Linked DNA regions of Danio rerio: all the other regions are linked to region 2. Evidence: chromatin contacts called from public Hi-C and Micro-C data. All regions are on one chromosome and are shown on one strand. Each heading gives the region's core, a stretch centred on a gene start, on an enhancer-like site or on the middle of the called end of the contact. The rest is flanking DNA. Distances are from core to core; before and after follow the strand shown. Region 1 holds the start of si:ch211-276i12.4. Region 2 holds the start of macrod1 (mono-ADP ribosylhydrolase 1). Region 3 holds the start of ccdc88b (coiled-coil domain containing 88B).

Region 1 (2,836 bases), core at 100-2,599, 330 kb before region 2:
ATATATATATATATATATATATATATATATATTTAATATTTGTCCACTTTTAAAGTTTAAAATTCTTCAGTTTAACAAAGTGATTTTTTTGACATTTTAGTAATTTGAAGTAATTTAATGAAATACTATAGAGATAAATAGGTCTTTAAAGTCTTAAACATGAAAGTCTTTAAAATAACGTTTTTACAAAGTGACATTTTAGTAGTTTAAAATATTATAAATAAAAGAAATAAAAGAAAATAAAAGAAAAAAAGGTCTGTAAAATAACAGCAAATGTACTGGCAGCTTATTACAAGATTGTCGTACCGTAATACACAACACCAACCCAGACAATAGATCACTTTAAAAAGGGGTGCTCAAACTTTTTCTTATGAAGGGCCAAAAAAAAAAACTTAATTGAGGCTAGTGGGCTGAAAGTAAATATAGTTTCCAATTTATATAATAATGTTTAAAATGACTAGAAAACATTGCTTTATATTCACTAATACAGTATTAAAAAACATTTTATAATAAACTTATACAGACAAAACAATCTGATTTATAACAGCATTACACTAGTTGTTGCCTTGATTCGCTTGCCGATATCTGTTGAGTGACTGTATTTATATTAAAAAACTCAGATTTGTTTACAACATTTAATAGTAACATTTAATTTTTGTAGCATTAAAACAAGCAAAAAAAGGCTACATCAAACTAGAAATGACGATCTCTGTGTCTGGATCATTCAACCTAACCTTCTCCATCAGTCTCACTCCCACTCAGATAGGATGGTGGGTTAAACCAAATGATAAAATGGGCCATTTTTGGCCTGTGGGCTCTACTTTGGCCATCTCTGCCTTAAACCATAAAAAATATTAAGTCACTTTATCTAACTTTTCAACTTTAAAGGTCATTGGAAGAAAGAACAAGCTCCCATAATGCACACTAATAGCATAAATGGAGAAGTAAAAAAAATAAAAACATGAATCACAAAACACAGAAAAAATGCACATTTACTGATATTTTAAGTAGTTTTTTGGGGATGATCAGATTTCTGAGGTCTTTGAAATTAGTAGACGTGATCACTGAAATAGCTAAATGTCCCTTATTTACAAACACAAATGACAGAATCTCTGTAAGTCATAAATCGGCCACATGCATGCAAGATAAAGAAGATCTGTTGGTTGAATATAGACAAATGTCTTCCAATAAATCTATTGTGATGTGTCCGAGCACCCTTATGAATTTCAATCATACGCTGTTGTGTACATAACCCAAATTCCATGTCATGCGATGTCCTTTCACCAAAGCCTAATCGATTGTGCTCCTGCTGCGTTTTCACTTAATTCAATGTGGACTCATTACATCACAGTCTGATGGATATCGGGTGATAGAAACTCCTGACCGCATTAGACTTCTGTCACTCCTGCTGCTCCAGCCTGCTGGATAAACAACTGCTTATTAACAGATGCACTTTTCAATGCATTTCTTTAAATAACTGGAGTTAATTATTAAAGCAAACTTTAATCAAAATCAGCTACAAGGATAACATATTTAGTGCACAAAAAAGAAATTAGAACTACAAAGGAGGCGTCAAGTAGATAGTGGTAGATTAGTAAGACATGGAGAGATACTTTACGCCTGTGCGCGGCTCCTCGGAGGATGAGGTCAAAGTTTACAAACACTTCCATCAGCATCACAACCATCAACACCACCCAAACCATTATCAGCACCACGGATCACACAGGTTTGTGCTTAAACTTTCATTATATGTGTTTTTCAGTGTTGTTAACCACAATCAAATGAAATATTAAACACTGTTATTGTTGTTATTTTGAAGGGTTATCTTAGATATTAACTGGAATGTTGATATTAACAATAAAAATGATTAAAACTGAGCTAAATTATTAAAAACAAACAATTTTTTAATTGTTAAGATTAAAGATGACAACCTTCAGTAATTTGCTTTAGCTCCATTTACAGGTGACATGGTGTAAATTGTAAATAAAAAAATATTTTTTGTATATTATATAAAATCCTATGTTTATTTTTCTTACCCAAAATTACTTGCCATTTCATATATATATATATATATATATATATATATATATATATATATATATATATATATATATATATATATATATATATATATATATTTTTTTTTTTTTTGTGTGAAATGTACTTGAAATTAATTTTTTTCTTCCTTTTATTAGGTTCATCTTAGGTCAAACAATAAAATATACATAATATATATTGTATCACGCACTGATGCAATTCACCAAACAAGAAATTATCAGGAAAACATTATTATAAGTATATAAATAATAAGGTAAAATACCACATATATACACAAAAATATACACACATAAGATAACATTCATTCATTCATTCATTTTCTTATCGGCTTAGTCCCTTTATTAATCCGGGGTTGCCACAGCGGAATGAACCGCCAACTTATCCAGCAAGATTTTACGCAGCGGATGCCCTTCCAGCCACAACCCATCTCTGGGAAACACACACATTCACACACACATTCACACTCTATGGACAATTTAGCCTACCCAATTCACCTGTACCACATGTCTTTGGACTGTGGGGGAAACCGGAGCACCCGGAGGAAACCCACGCGAACGCAGGGAAAACATGCAAACTCCACACAAAAATGCCAAGGCTCAAACCAGCGACCCAGCGACCTTATTGCTGTGAGGCGACAGCACTACCTACTGCGCCACAGCTTCGCCACATAAGATGACATAAAAATAATAATAAAAATCAAACAGAGAGAATAAGAAAATAAATAAAATTTAAATATACAGAGAAAAACAAAATCAATTAAGATATAAATGTATCCCTA
Region 2 (2,700 bases), core at 192-2,691:
TGCGTTTTGTTACTTGTAATCGCTAGTACTGTATCAGGTTAACTCTAGATTCTCATATTGCGTCTAAAACCACGTTGTAAACGCAACATGTGTTTACGGATTTAAACGCATTTGTGAGCTCGCGTTCCACTGCAATTTGTCGTTGCTATGGCCACCATCAGCTGGTCCCACATGTGCGGTGATTAAGTTTGAAAATAGTTCAGCTTTTCTCGCTGTGTGGATTAATACTGAATGTGTGTCACTGTTTTTACTTATGGTTAAGAATAGAGCAACATGCTGGTGTTAAACTGCACTGCTTTAATGCACTCCTGCACTGGGCTAACACATACTCTCTACTCTGACTACTTCAAAATTGTTGATAAGCCATCGTGGGCATTTCTCTCTGTCTCACGCTGAATGCAGTCGACCAATAGACCAATAGACCAATAGACTGGGTCATCGGACCAATCAGTGCAAATTAGTATTGCACTAAGGAGGGGTTTCGGAACCATCAAATACCCCCTTTTGCCTATAGAACAGATCGAATCATGAGAGTCGTTGGGATAATTAGGTAAAAAAAAAATGCAGATTATAAGACAATGAAAGTGTTTTTTGACCTTTCATGCATATAAGCCTGTTGTTGGAGACCCCCCAAAACCAAAATATGACCTTTATTAATGCATAATGGGGGCTCTTTAAACGTTTAATATTCTGTATTATTAATCTGTTCACAGATAACATCCTAAAATAATATTTTGAAAGTGTTTTTTAAAGTTAAATTAGGTTGTAGGTTATACAGTGTGTTGTTAATTGCAGAGCACCTCTATTTAAAAAAGGTTCTGAACGAGATCAATCCTCATGTAATAAAAAGTAACGCGAAAGTAACTCAAAAGTAATGTATCGCATTACTTACTATAAAAAGTAACATAACTTTGTATTTAGGTTAAAGTACATTTCTCTGTCAGCTATTCACTCTGTATACAGAGAGACTCACTCTTCGCCTGTTTCCAGTCGCTTCTGTCAGACTCCAGGTTCAGCTCGGGTCGCGCGCTCATGGCATAAAGCGTGCTCGTGCTCAGGGCCGCGCACGCCGCCGCTGAGACCCCCGCAGCGCCGAGCACAACCCGCAGCCCCATCACAGCAGCATAGCCGGGCCGGGGAACACACACTGCGGCTGCGGAAAGCTTCTCAAACTGGCCTGCTTTACGGGTAACACCAGAGCAGAACTGCGCTTTGAAGCTGCGACTCCAAACACAAACACGAGCGGACACTTTAGACATCTGAAACGCCATGATCTGCTCTTCACTGCTGCTGATTAAATGTTTAAGGTCGCTTTCAATGTGTCCTCGAATTGGAGTTCGCTATAAATTTAACACTCAGTCTATATGCAGGTTGTGAATTAACACTAGTGAAACTGAAAGTTAAACGTCTGATAAGATGAAGGTAAATAGGATTGTACCAACATGTAGGGGTCCAAGAAGTTCACGCACGTATGATCATTCATCCTGTACTGACATCTAGCGGATGGACGGTGTAAGCGCAATACTATTTCCTATTATATTTTTGTTCTAAAGCAGGACGAAACCTGCAAAAGCAACAAATTAATAAATCCACAAATTCCTGCATAAATAAAACAATAAATATTCAAAAAATATATACATATAAAAACCCACATAGTCCTGTATAAATAAAACAATAAATATGTAAATAAATAAATCCACAAATTCCTGCATAAATAAAATAATAAATACATATTCAAATATATTTATTTATATATTTATTATATTTATTGCTATTGTTAATATATTTATTCGCTCAGTTATTTATTTACATATTTATGTATTTATTGTATTTTTTGCAGGAATTTGTGTATTTATTTATTTGCATATTTAGTTATTGGTTTGCTTAACTATGCATTTATTGTTTCACTTATGCAGGAATTTGTAGATTTATTTATTCATTTATTTGCGCATTTATTTATTGTTTTATTTTTGCAGGAATTTGTGTATTTATTCATTCATTTATTTAATTGCATATTTATTTATTTATTGTTTTATTTTAGCAGGAATTTGTAGATTTATTTATTTATTTGCGTATTTATTTATTTGCATATTTATTTATCGTTTTATTTATGCAGGAATTTATTGTTTTTGCAGGTTTCATCCTCCATACAGAGGTGCCCAAACCTTTTCTTATAAAGAGCCAAAAATTAAACTTGATTGAGGCTATAGTGGGCCGAAGGTAAATATAGTTGACATGGGTAATTTCCTAATTAATTGAATAATATTTAAAAATGACTAGAGATCGTTGCTTTATATTGGCTAATACAGTATTATTTGCATTTTATATTTAACTTATTACAGTAAAAAAAAAAAAAAAAAACTCAAATATCATTTAGAATAGAATAACACTAGTTTTTGCCTTGATTTGCTCGTCAATGTCTTCTGCATATTCGGTCCGTCAAGTTACAGTATTTGCATTTTAATCACATTCATTTAAAACATTTAATTGAAACAATTAATTTCCCTTTGCTTTTTTGTAGCTCAGCAATAAAATGAACACAATAAAATGAACAAAAAAGGCTATACGTCAAATTAGAAATGACCATGCCTGTGTTAAAGGTGTTTACCCCAACCCTCTCCATCCTTCTCACTCTCCTCTCAGATGAGATAAAGGACCAAATCAAAGTTTACAATGGGCCAACTTTGGCCCACATGCCCT
Region 3 (2,700 bases), core at 1-2,500, 270 kb before region 2:
CTGTTATTTTACAGTAGGTTTCTGTAATTTACCTGCCATTGTTTCAATTTTTTTCCCGGCACCCAAGCTGCTGGAAATAAACCGTAAAATTACAGATTTTTATAGATTTTATAGTGTTTATAACACTTCATTGATGAACGCTACAGGCTAGCATGCTGCAGTATTAAGTATAGTAAATGGATAAACTGTAAAATATTATAGCTTTTACAACAGTAAACTGTGGTGCTTTCATTGTAGTAAAATATAATATTGGGTTATTCATTTTTCAGTTAATTTATGACCACAGCAACTGATGTAGAATTACCACAACAGTTTAATTTAATTTCTTTCAGAGGTAAAATTCAAAACACAAGTAGGCCTATTTACAATAATTATATATTATGGTTTCAAGCAAGTATTCTGATGTACAATTCAAGTCAAAATTATTGGCCCTTCTACACATTTTTTCTTTTTAAATTTTTCCCAAATATACAGAGCAAAAAAATTTTCACAGTATTTCCTATAATATTTTTTCTTCTGGAGAAAGTCTTATTTGTTTTATTTTGGCTAGAATAAAAGCATTTTTTTAATTTTTAAAACCATTTTAAGGTCAATATTTTTAGCCCCCTTAAGCAATATTTTTTTGATTGTCTACAAAACAAACCACTGTTATACAAAGACTTGCCTAATAAACCCAATTAACACCTTTAAGCCTTTAAATTGCACTTTAAGCTGAAAACTAGTGTCTTGAATTTTGTTTTTGTAAAATATTATGTACTGTCATCATGGCAAAGATAAAATAAATCAGTTAATAAAAATTAGTTATTTAAATACTCACTATTATATTTAATACTAACAATTATGCTTAAAAAGAAAAATATAATAATTCAGGAGAGCTAATCATTAACTTCCACTGTACACGGTTTACAGGGACACTACAGCCGTCCACCACTAGATGGAGGCAAAACTTAATTTTGCTTAAATGTCACCTTGCAAATGATGTATAGCGGTAATTTAGCATTCAGACAACATCAATATTATAGGTACTGATGTGTTACTGATGACGGCAACAGAAATGAATAGATCTGATTTTCCTGTGTTGCCCACACACTTGGATTGTGGTTGTGTCTCAAAACTTTTTGAGGGTATTGCTCGCGTACGTGGAGAGTGGTTCAACACAAAACACAGTCTAGAGTTAAGACAGTTAATCTAAAAAGTTTTGAGCCGCCCTTTTGCTGTGTTCAGTGTGGAAATGCGCGTGTCACGGCCGTCATCAAGCTGACACGAGGACGCGCAGAGAGGGGAACAGAAGTAATGCAATGCAGTTCTAGATTCCGGTGTGGTTTCGAAGTGTGACTAATGAAGGAAGAGAAAAACAGAAAGATGTTTGATCGGTTAAACGGTTACCTTGACACACTTCTGTCCAGAGACTCACGGTAGCCATGAATGTACTCTTAAAAATATATTGTTATTTAAGTAAACCGCTGTGTTCTGAGGAATAAATACAGGTACAGAGACGATGGACTCAGACGTCACGGAAATGATAGAAGAATTTATGGGAAGTGCACTTGTTACATGGGTAGGTGGCTAGCAAAACACTACTACACCTCTTTGATAATCTTCATTTTGGTCAGTGAAAAGTTTTGTTAACTTTATAAAGGAGTCCTTAGAAATTATTAACTGACGTTAGTTCGTTACATCTGATTAATGATAAAAATACTTATGGTGTTCCCTGGTGAAAATGTAATAATAGACTGTTAAAGTATTTTGAAACATGGTAAACATCATGATCCAGCAACAAAACTCTCGAGTCTTCATTTTTGAACCTGTAAATCCAGTTACCATGCTTCAAACTAAGCACACGTTTTATTTTTTATGATGTCTTTGTAATTTTAAATTAAATTTAAGAACGTTTGACAACCCACTTCATAGTAAATACTACAGTATTTTCGAACCATATCATGGTAGTGTATTATACCTTAGGCATATAATATTTACAACTCATTGTTGACGAATGCTACAGCATACTGTAATTTTAACTACAGTAGACTGATAAACTCAAATATATAGTAGTATACATTAGAGTTTTTACTAGAGTAAACTGTTGTGTATTGTGGTATAATATGTATGTATGTATGTATAATATTTATAATATTATAATAATATTTTTCTTTCTTATTATGTTTTATTTCAGCTAGAATAAAAGCAGTTTGTATTTTTTTCACAACCATTTTAAGGTCAAAATTATTAGCCCCTTTAAGCTATATATTTTTATCAATAGTCAACAACAAACCATCATTTTACAATGACTATATATATATATATATATATATATATATATATATATATATATATATATATATATATATATATATATATATATATATAGTTCATTCATTCATTTTCTTTTCTGGTTTAGTCCCTTTATTAATCTGGGGTTGCCACAGCGGAATGAACCGCCAACTTATCCAGCATGTTTTTTACCCAGCGGATGCCCTTCCAGCCGCAACCCATCTCTGGGAAACATCCACACACTCATTCACACACACACACACACACACACACACACACACACACACACACACACACACACACACACACACACACACACACACTCATAAACTACGGACAATTTAGCCTACCCAATTCATGTGTACCACATGTCTTTGGACTGTGGGGGAAACCAAAGCACTAAGGGGAAACTCACGCGAACGCAGGAAG

What was found. A called contact is a pair of places that touch in the nucleus more often than the background predicts.
Region 1: a contact with region 2 is called in a Micro-C map of caudal fin, with 6 times the contacts expected there. The contact joins the promoter of si:ch211-276i12.4 here to the promoter of macrod1 in region 2. A contact is called at or near these places in 3 of 18 Hi-C or Micro-C datasets (caudal fin, hematopoietic stem cells and an unstated tissue).
Region 3: a Hi-C map of hematopoietic stem cells shows a contact between it and region 2, with 5 times the contacts expected there. The contact joins the promoter of ccdc88b here to the promoter of macrod1 in region 2. A contact is called at or near these places in 3 of 18 Hi-C or Micro-C datasets (caudal fin, hematopoietic stem cells and an unstated tissue).

What each region holds. Positions count from the first base shown.
Region 1 is chr14:50,265,092-50,267,927 of GRCz12tu, forward strand. si:ch211-276i12.4 reads left to right here and starts at 1,350. Exons shown (of 8, transcript XM_073922226.1): 1 at 1,350-1,726. The coding sequence starts at 1,602.
Region 2 is chr14:50,590,849-50,593,548 of GRCz12tu, forward strand. It overlaps macrod1 (mono-ADP ribosylhydrolase 1), which reads right to left and starts at 1,442. Exons shown (of 10, transcript NM_001004573.2): 1 at 974-1,442. The coding sequence starts at 1,271.
Region 3 is chr14:50,322,770-50,325,469 of GRCz12tu, forward strand. ccdc88b (coiled-coil domain containing 88B) reads left to right here and starts at 1,251. Exons shown (of 29, transcript NM_001386506.1): 1 at 1,251-1,558. The coding sequence starts at 1,499.